Regions from separate parts of the Mus musculus genome. Here region 2 is linked to region 1. A link is a contact called in public HiChIP or PLAC-seq data. All regions are on one chromosome and are shown on one strand. Each heading gives the region's core, a stretch centred on a gene start, on an enhancer-like site or on the middle of the called end of the contact. The rest is flanking DNA. Distances are from core to core; before and after follow the strand shown.

What was found. HiChIP or PLAC-seq counts read pairs in DNA pulled down with a chosen protein or histone mark.
Region 2: a contact with region 1 is called in an H3K4me3 HiChIP or PLAC-seq map of the 230-238 cell line, with 8 read pairs. The contact joins the enhancer-like site here to the promoter of Efcab7 in region 1. A contact is called at or near these places in 2 of 39 promoter capture datasets (cranial neural crest and liver), 1 of 115 datasets of contacts at active chromatin or transcription factors (the 230-238 cell line) and 2 of 9 other capture datasets (adipose tissue and liver).

What each region holds. Positions count from the first base shown.
Region 1 is chr4:99,827,094-99,832,417 of GRCm38.p6, reverse strand. It overlaps Efcab7 (EF-hand calcium binding domain 7), which reads right to left and starts at 2,973. Exons shown (of 14, transcript NM_145549.2): 1 at 2,864-2,973; 2 at 838-1,025. The coding sequence starts at 1,024. It overlaps Itgb3bp (integrin beta 3 binding protein (beta3-endonexin)), which reads left to right and starts at 3,260. Exons shown (of 9, transcript NM_026348.4): 1 at 3,260-3,335. The coding sequence starts at 3,331.
Region 2 is chr4:101,291,372-101,296,296 of GRCm38.p6, reverse strand. Gm12796 (a long non-coding RNA gene) reads left to right here and starts at 611. Exons shown (of 2, transcript XR_003955080.1): 1 at 611-3,212; 2 at 3,777-4,609. Within about 2 kb of position 3,641, at least 321 of the 459 cell types and tissues checked have an H3K27ac peak or open chromatin away from gene starts, as enhancers often do. A contact at or near this core is called in the 230-238 cell line, adipose tissue and liver, where this site is marked.

The DNA of each region.
Region 1 (5,324 bases), core at 1,724-4,223:
GCATTAACATCGTCAGAGGGGCTTCACCCAGTAACGGTTGGAAGCTGATACAGAGACCTACAGCCCAACACTGAATGGAGCTTGGAGAATCCTGTGAAGAGGGATGAAGGATTGAGGGAGACAGAGGGGTCAAAGACACCACAAGAAAACCTAGAGTCAGCTGACCTGGGCCGATGAGGGATCATGGAGACTGAAGCACTAACCAGAGAGCATGAACAGGCTGGACCCAGGCCCTCTACACATATGTAGCAGATGTGCAGCTAGGTCTTCATGTGGGACTCCTCAAGTTGAAGTGGGAGCTGTATGTGACTACACTGTCTGCCTTTGGATCCCTTTCCCCTAACTGGGCTGCTTTGTCTGGCCTCAGTGAAAGAGGATGCACCCAGTCTTGCTCTGGCTTGATATGCCAGGGCTGGTTGATGTCCATGGGAGGCCTCCCCTTTTCTAGGGGGAAAGGGAGGAGGGGGTGGGTGGAGAGGGCAGGGCAGGTGAGAGGCAAAAAGTGGGGAGGAGAGGAGGAAAGAGAAAAAATTTTTAAAGTAATAAAATAAGGGAAATAATTCAATTGAAAAAACAGCAACAATACCAACTCATAAGCAGTAACTGATGAAAGATTTGAATACACAATCCTCTCTCTGTGTACATGTGTGTGTGTAAATAGATAAATAGATGAGAGATACGTATAAAATTTGGAAGATAAACAGCTATTGTTTCTTAAAGTTCTTTTGCTTGTTTCACTGTGAAATTAGAATGATTTGATGATGTAATTTTAATTCAAACTTTTCATTCTATTAACTTTAATAAATAAGAGAAAATGTTCAACTTCAAAAAATTTACCTAGGTAAAGTTGATCTTTAGAAATAATGTTTTCCAAGCTGCTTTTGAAGATAGTTAAGTAGGCGGCTCTACAGTTCATATAAAACACCTCCTGTTCAGTTAGTGGGAATTTCTTTGTTCGAGGACTCCCAGAAAGCAGTGGGTTCTGAGTACCCAAAGCTGCATCACTTCCAGGGTTGCTGGCCATTCTGCTAGAAAAGAATGAATTTTTTTTTACTTTAGTCGTCGATGTAAATCACCTAAAATGCAAATGTGCCACCATGGGGTGGCGTACTAGGGTATTAAAGTTTGCATATATAGAATAAAAAAGATAAATATTATAACATCTCTATGAACTTAAATGTTAAGTAGAATAAGTCCTTAATAACTGATTTCTAATTATAGATGGATAGATATACACACTGTATATAATTTCTCAAATATACAATGATATCCTAAAGAACAATGATGTAGCATAATCCAAAAGAATCAGAACAAAGAAAATGCATACATGCATCATCTCAAAATAAGACTTCAGGGGAGACTTCACAGGGTTGTTAAGATTACAACAGTTCACAAATGTGAAACATACAGAATACTTCAGGACACACAAATGCTAAAGAAAACATACATGGAGTGAAATTCCCCAACAGTGAGGTTTTTTTTTTAATGCAAATCAACTGCAGTTGGATCCCCCCATAGCAGGATTAACTATCATTTCATTCACATTTCTATAATACAGCTCATGTCAAATCACTGGATATTTGAAGTTCCACCGATTACATTGAGCTTTATAAAGTTCCTTTACTAGTAATAATATTTAGTGTCTATACAGCATGTCTGCTCATAAGACATTAATATACAATCAAACGTCTTATTTAATCCTTTCTACACTGACCAGGCACTTTTTGTCCATTTTACAGATGATGAAATTGAGGGACAGAGATGTCACCCAGTCAGTGGTAATTTGTGAAATCTCAGTCATTTCTTCTTTTAATGTGAATGAAGGTTTATTGAACAAAGGCTACTATGCAGGGCAAAATTGTTCTGGTGGTCTAATGGCTTCCAACATTGCTTTATCCTGCGTTGACTTCTAAAAATACATTCCAATCTAATAAATTGAATAGTTCAAGTTGAACAATAAGATGACACAGGTAGGGTCCCCTTCAGGACTCATTGGATTCATACTCAGGAGGCCTAAATCACTGGCACCTTCTTGAATTATGTAGGTCTTTTACACTTGGGAAAGAAAGATAATAATCGCTTATCATGGATGAAGTACCCTATTTATAATACACAGACCGCCTGCCTGACACTTTCATATTACACCAGATTTAGAAGGACCCCATAGGGATGTGGTGTCACAGTCTGGTTACTGCAAATTGGTATCACCATAATTAAACATCGGTTTTAAACACATATGCGTGCGCGCCATCTCACAAACGGGAAAGAAAACTATTCCAATAAGGAAGAGCAAGCACTCGGCTTACAGCAAGCAATTTAAAAACATTTTTAAGGATCTTCAAGTGCTCCTTCCAAATGGGGTTATTCTCACATGAAAATCCCTGGACAGAAATGTTCCAGAATTCTATTCTTTCCCTTCCTGTGAAGACAGTCCAAACTGAAGCTTAAATAAATATATAATTGCACCCCTAGGGCTCGGAAACCACCTTTTATTTAAAATTCTAGCCCAAGTCTGAGACAGGGGCCTGGAGAGTATATTGTAGCAAACGGCTCCATAAATAACTAGGCACACAATAAGCAGGAAAAATAAACTGTTAAAAGCGCCTAAGGCGTCTAAAGGGCCAAATGAAAACAGAGAGCCATCCAGTCACCGTCGCTGCACCGTGAAACAGTCACAACTAATCCCAGACAAGCTCTCTCCGTTTTTTGTACTCCTCTGGCCACGATGCTGCATCCCCTTGTGTGTTTCGGGGCATGCACCGGCTCTTAGGAGGACACAGAAGTAAACGTAGCAGATGGGAGAGGCGGCCGCACAATGAAGAGCAGAGCGAGCGACAGAGCAAGAGAGAGGCTTGGTGGCTACCTAATTTCAGCTCACAAACCAAGAAGAGCAGCCAATTTTCGTTAGTAGATCCGCGAACCTCTCGGCGCAACCGGACAGACCTCCGCCTTTTTTAGATTACCATAGCAACTGCGCCTCGCCGCCACCGGAAATAAGAGGCAGAGCACCTTCCAAACGCTCCGACCAGAGATTTGTGGACCATTGACCGAGAGAGAACAGCCATGGCATTGTAGCTTATCTGTTGCGAGGCTGGCATGTCCACAATAGTGAGGAGGGTCGTGCGCTGCATGCGGCTGGGGCTAAATGGATTCTGGCCTTAGACTCCCTGCACCATTTCCTTGAACACGTTCAGGCTCTTTCTCGCGCGGAGACTGTTTCCGGCGAGCTGCATACGGGGTGACACCTCATCCAGCGCTTACTACGCGGGCTTTTTATGCTTCCGCGTTTGCGGTTTCTCAGTTGGTTCTGTCCAGCAACGGAGTCCCGAAATGCCGTAGGTATCCCTTCCCCAGACGTTGCTGTTTTGTGGGCCCTCTATGAGCAAAAAGAGTATACAGGAAGAGTATGCCGTCCCATGGTCACCTTGTCTTTTTTATTTCTATAAACTTTTCTCTGTTGACAGCGTCGGGATGCTTGGTATTCCCAACCTACCTCTACCCTTCCAACACTTCTTTGACTCTTAAAACTTCACATCATTGTGTAAGCTGCGGGCTAAATCTGAGTAATGTCTAACTTGAAATGACTAAGAATGAAAGAGTATATTAAGTAAACATTTCTCTGTAATTTGTAGAATTTTTAAATGCTTGTTAAGCATTTGTGTAGTGAGTTCTCTGAAACTCGGGAGAGATTTCATGGACTGAATGGATTTCAGGCACTGAAAGATTCTTAAGATTATCACTTAGCAACTCAGTAATAAGTGATTTACTTTTCTTACTTATAAAAATAAGCTTGAAAAAAGTAAAAAGTGGGTTTGTATTGGGTCATCTTTAAGTTACAGCCCAACCCCAATAATGTGATTACCGAAAATGACCATAGTAGAGATGGGTATTGTGCTAGACTGCTACCCTTCGGCTACCCTACATAGGCTATATAAAGCACAGTTAGCGGTTGTATAAACAGGTTTTTTTTTTTTTTTGTTTTGTTTTGTTTTTAAAAAAAACAGGGTCTTTTTAAAGAATTTGAGGGAGGAGGAAGACCTAACTCTTGTAATACTTCTTTGGCTACCCCCGTACCAGGCTGATTTAGGTACTTCCTGCTAGGGTAACATTTTCCTGTTTGAGTAAAATGCAAACTAAGATATTATCGGGGATACTTGTGTAAGATATGAGCTGACATAAAAGAAGGAGGACCTTCGGAAATAACAATATTTATTAACTCACCATTCTAAAAAGGTTTATCTTTTAATGCATTAGAAAAATGTCTATTATAACATTGCTGGCAAAGATGAGGGAACAAAACTTAAGCAGGAAAAGAATGAAAATGAATTTGGTGTGTAAACTATGTTCCTGATCTGTTTACAGAAGTGAGGAACCAAAATCTATTGGAAGTGGATATTTTTCTGGCAACTGGCAACTTTAATATATGAGTAGATGTTGTTATATTAGAAGAGTTTCATTAAGTACATTGACATCCCATATTTTTAGCAGTTGTGTTGGTTGGTCCATTTTTCTAAAGAATCAGGGGCTTGTATAACCCAGGCTGATCTTAAACTCACTTTGTAGCTGAAGAAAACAACAAACTTCTAATTTTCCGTCCACCTCCCCCAGTGCTGGGATTGCATACCGCCCACTGTTTATTCAGTGCTGGGGGTCCAACCTAAAGCTTTGTGTATAGTAACTGAGCACTGTACCTGATGAACTACATCCTAGACCCAGCTTTGCTGCTAATGTGTTTTAGCAAAGAGATTAAAGCCATCATAATAATTTCATGTATGAAGCATAGTCACGCTGTAGCGCAGTGGTTCTCAACCTGTGGGTTATGACCCCTTTGGTGGTCGAACAGCCTTACACAGGGGCCACCTAAGACCACTGGAAAATATAGATATTTACATTATGATTTATAACAGTAGCAGAATTAAAGTTATGAAGTAGCAACAAAATAATTTTATTAAAGGGTTGCAGCATTAGAAGGGTTGAGAACCACTGCTTTGGTAGCAGAGTTCCGTCTTCGTTAGTGAGATGCTTTGTTTTTAAATGTGATAAACTATGAAGTCAAAGTGGTACTAATAGAAACCTTGGGAAGTTCTTATAAAAGATAGCTAAAAAAAAAAAAAAACCATTTTTTTTATAATGTGGATGAGTGTTTTGCCTGCATGTATGTATATGAATCACTTACAACCTGGTACCCAGGGAGGCCAGGAGAGATCATCATGTGCCCCAGAACTGGAGTCAGAGATGATAATGAGCCACCATACCGTTGCTGGGAACTGAACCCCAGTCTTCTGTAAGGGTAGCAAGTGCTCTTAACTTCTGAGCCATCTCTC
Region 2 (4,925 bases), core at 2,392-4,891, 1.5 Mb before region 1:
ATGGTAGAAGGAGAGAACCGGCACTGACAAGTTGTTCTCCAACACCGCCCCCCAAAAGAAATAAATATAATTAAGTTTTTCATAGAAGAATATATAAGGCATAAATATATATATATTAAAGAGTTAAAATGAACATGAGCATCGTCTAGCCTCTTCCTAAAGCATCCTCCAAGTCACAACAAGTCATTTCAGAGACCTCAACTGGTCCCCTCCGTCCCCCAGCAAGGTAACTGGAGGGTTCTAGGAGGCCTGAGCATGGCAAACACAGCTCTGGCAGGTTTTGCCCTCCCCCATCCCTGCCCTTTGTCCCTCTGGGGCAAATACCTCTCCTCTGTGCTGAAACTTAGTTTTGGTATGTCCTGTGCAAACTCTGGTCCCTTGCTGAGTTACTGAAGGTGGTGGGGGATTCCAACACCTTTTAGTGATCAATGTCCCAAAGCTTAGAATAATCACTCCTTCATAGGATAACCATCACCTGTCCGTATCCCACTGCCAAAAAATGGTTTTGCCCATTTTGGACTTTATTATAAAACCAACTCATAACATTTCTTCCCGGTATGAACTAACACATAACATTTCTTCCGACTCGCATCTTCCAGCACTGTTTTTTTTTTTTTTTCATGGACACTAATGCATGCAGATGTTAGCCCATTACTTTCATGTTCTGTAACCTCCCCTCTTGGGAAGACACATTTCATATTCTACTCTAGGCAGATACTTGGATTGCTTTCAATTCTTTTTATTATTATGGACAATGGTGCTATAGAAATTAGTCTGTATGCTTTTCCTTTCCTCTCCCTCCTCTCCCTTCTCCTCTTCTCATTTTTGCTGGTACTGGATATTTAACCCAAGGCCTTGTGCATGCTAGGCAACAACTCCATGCTGCAACCTCAAGCTGTGTTTCAGTGTGCTTGCACAAAGTCACATGCTCACTAGCAGTGTGCAAGAGTTTCTATTGTCACACAACACTCCTCCTCACTTGGAATTGTCTGTTAGGTGTGCAGAAATGTCCTGGGGAGGTTGCACTTTGGATTTCCATCCTTGCTTACAAATTTGACGATCTCTTCATAGGTTTGATGATAATTTGAGTTTCTTCTTCCCCAAAGAAACTGTGTTAGTCTTCTATCCATCTCCTTTAATGACAAGCACCACGTGAAATTTCCTGATGAATACATGTCTGAGCTTTAGTGTATTCCTGTTCCTAATTCTTCATCGTTTATACTCATTTAAGAACATGAAAATATTTAAAGTTATACTACTCCAGCACTACTTGCTGACAGGCCCTTCCTTAAATAAAGATTCTTCAGGCCTTATTTACACGTGTCTGAATCTAGGTCTAGTCTCTTCAGAGTCACTGATTCAGTTTTATATCTTGTACCGACAAATAGTATCTAATTATTACTTTATAAATTTTATGTTATTTTACTATTTATTTTTGGATGGGGTCTTGCTATGTATACCCCACGCTGACCTGGAACTTGCTATGTAGCCCAGGCTGATAAACTCAAAATCCGCCTGCCTCTGCTTGCCCAGTGCTGGAATAATAGGCGTGCGCCACCTTGATCAACTTTATAAATTATTTTCATATTTACTTATTTATTTATGTATGTGGGGAGTGTGCCTAGGTGCATTCAGATATCAGCAAGGATGACAGATCCCTGGGAGCTCCAGTTAAGGCAGTTGTGAGATGCCATCACATAATTCCTTCACAGCCAAGAGTTTTCGTTTGGGTTACATTATCACAACTGAGTTATAACCATCATTGTAGAAAGTTTTTTACAACCCATAAAAGAATCACTTCATTCATGATTCCCACTTTTGAAAAATGATTTATTTTATGATATGACAACCCTGTCACTCTCTTCAGACACCCCAGAAGAGGGCATTGGGTCCCATTACAGAGGGTTGTGAGCCCCTATGTGGATGCTAGGAATTGAAAACATGACCTCTGGACGAACAGTCAGTGCTCTTAACTGCTAAGCCATCTCTCCAGCCCATGATTACCACTTTTAATTTGGGTTCCTTTGATCCTCACATCTATTTGTTTGGCATCTGGTGCCCAAATTAAACATTTGTTATACATGGTCACCCTAGAAATGCCAAAGACAACACGCGAGCCTGTAAGTCTGTCCTTGTCCCGTATATTTTCAGACTGAATATTCTGAAAGATGAGCAGCAAATCTATTCCAAGCCTAAATGATCCAGTCCAGCATAGAGCAATTCACTTGACAATTCACTTCCGAAACCAGCTGGCACATCGGCAGAACACTGAACAGTTTAATCATCAAAGTAATGTTATTGGGAACTTGGCATTTTAGATCTGATCTTGGAGAAACGTTCGTGGTCCCTCTCTTTTTCATTAGGTATTTTGTGCGATATTTCGAGTGCTCTCAACTGGTGAAAATAACTGAAATGAGTAGCTGATACCTTCCCGGGACACTGCCAAATTTAGCCCTTTTAGGGGCTAGACTTATTGCTTCCTTTTGTAATGTGGAGTCAGGAGTTGCAGTGATTGCTAAGGAAGGCGCACTATTTTCTTAAAAGGAAACCATCCCCCACCTCGTCCTTACAACTACAACCCAGACATTGCCTGCAGTCTACATTAGCTAGGTGACTTCAGGCACACCATTTAATTTCTAGGTTTCCTGTCTCTAAGATAATGGCGTGGACTACTGACACAGTCTTCTGTATGCTGCCTCCACGCTTCCTGGGTCCACCGTCGGTGTCAGGGCGGATTCCTGAAGATCTGCAATACAGCTTCCCCCTCCTTCCTCTATGGCACATGCCTGTTTCTCCCCCACCCCCAAAACGTGCTGCTTGAAGGTATACCACGGAGAAGGGCCAAGTCAGCTGTAGCCACCCGGCGCCAGCCTGGAGCTGGTGGCTGCTGCGTGAACTTGCCCTTCTTTGACAAGTGCATTCTAGACGTTAAAGTGCGGCCCAGTCACCCGAAGAAATACGGCTTGGAGTGCGCCTGAGGTCGGGGCGGGGACGCCGCGGTTCTTTGCTAGGCTTGGAAACCTGGGAACCATTTCAGGCTGGGTGCGAGTCACGGGGCGATTGCACGGCAGGGATTGTGCAATGGGGCCGCGGCGGGGGACCCCGCAGGAAGTGGGGGAGGCGGCCACCGCGCTAACTCTTTACATCTAGCTTCCCAGCGGCTTCAGCGGGGTGCAGCCGAACCGGGGACCTTCTGCGGAGGGGATCAAAAGGTCCGCCTCCCCGCCGCCAAAGCTGGCCTGGCCCAGGACCCAGGGCTGCCCAGCGCCCGGTGCAGGCTCGCTGACATACGCCCGCGGGTTCCTGGGCGCTCCTCCGGCCGTAGATCCTGAGACATGCATACTGTTATTAGCCTCTCTTCGAAGTCCGGGGACAGGCTAGATATGGGACGGGTGGCTGAGATGCAAGTGTATAGGGCGTTGGCCCAGACCCGAAACTAAGTTCTGTTTCCGGTGGCTGTGTGTGTGCTTTTGGGGCCCTTAGGGTGGTATCATGGTATTTGTTGGAAGAGCTGGATAGCATTCCACAGATCTGGTCACTATTTTCAGTAAGATTTGGGGAAACAGAGGCACCAATTGAACTAGTTGCCAGTTATCCCAGCAGTAGGCTGAGGAGGGAGGATTGCAGCGAGATAGACACAGGCCAGCCTGGGGTGCACAGTGAAACTGAGAGACAGAGGAGAAAGGAGAGCGGAGAGAGATGGGGAAAGGAGAGAAGTGGGAGTTGAAATTACGAGTTTGCCCATCTAGGGGCTTACTTCGCCCTCCTTTTGGCAGAGCTCTCAGAAACATCTGGGCCTGGGTTTCCTGATAGTGACACCCGGCGGAGACCTGAAGTAGCCTCGATCGACGCTGGCTCTTGCAGGCGGAAGATCGAATTCAGTCCACAGAAAATTCAACGTAAGCCCGGTGTCATCTCACTAAACGACAGCTACAGCCGTCTCTTGGTCCCATTCTAGGGCTATTCTGGTCAGTTCGCGGGTCCACGCGCCACTGCCTTCCCTCGCGGCAGCTTCCGAGCAGCTCGGAGGCTGGAGCGTGACTTCTCAGCGGCAGGGCGGCGGTGGCGTGGGCGGGCATCTCCGGGAAAGCGAGCAGAGGAAGTGGAGTCAACGCGCAGGCCGCTTGCCAGCGCGGGCCTCGGGGACACAGCGTGGGGCTGCGGAGCTCCGAGCTGGCCTGTCTGCGCCTCCTGCAAACTCCAGGAACTGCTACAGCCCAGAGCAGCTGGTTCCAGCTGTGCAAAGTCCAGTAAATTGAGCTGAGCACAGCACGCTCCCTCTGAGGCGCCCTCCTGTAGCAGTTTCAGGGTGCACACGGAACTTTGGAGAAACATTTATCAGGAAAGCAAAATAGGCTAATGGGAGGATTTCTTTGTTTTAATCATAAAACCTTGAAAATTATCCCAGCTGTTTGGATAATCTTTTTTTAATCATAAAATGACTAGTCTTTAAAAAGTCAGGTAATTTTTTTCAAAACCTGAATGAAAAAAAAAATTGAAATGGCAGCACTCAGACCCACTAACAGCATGATTAATAACCGTACTACATGAACTCACAAGAACCAAAACATTTACTAACATTTTCTTGTTTAAATATTACTTTAAAAAATATGTTCCATGCATATGTTAATGATTACTATGCATTTTGCATTTACTTAACCAATGCCCCATCGAAGAACGTAAGGTTGTATATTGAATGATGATGTTTAAATAGGACTTTGGTGTTCAGCCTTGCAGCTCGATCTTAGAAGGCATTCTCAACTATTTACATAGATAAATTTCCTACAGGGTGTATTAATTGAGGGTTGATAAGCATTGCCCTCCCCCCAGGCCTGTCCTGCTTTATTGCTTTTTGCTCCTATTTCCACCAGTTTGCCCAGATTTTCCATACCGTATACTCACTAAGTATCTCTAAGTATCACACA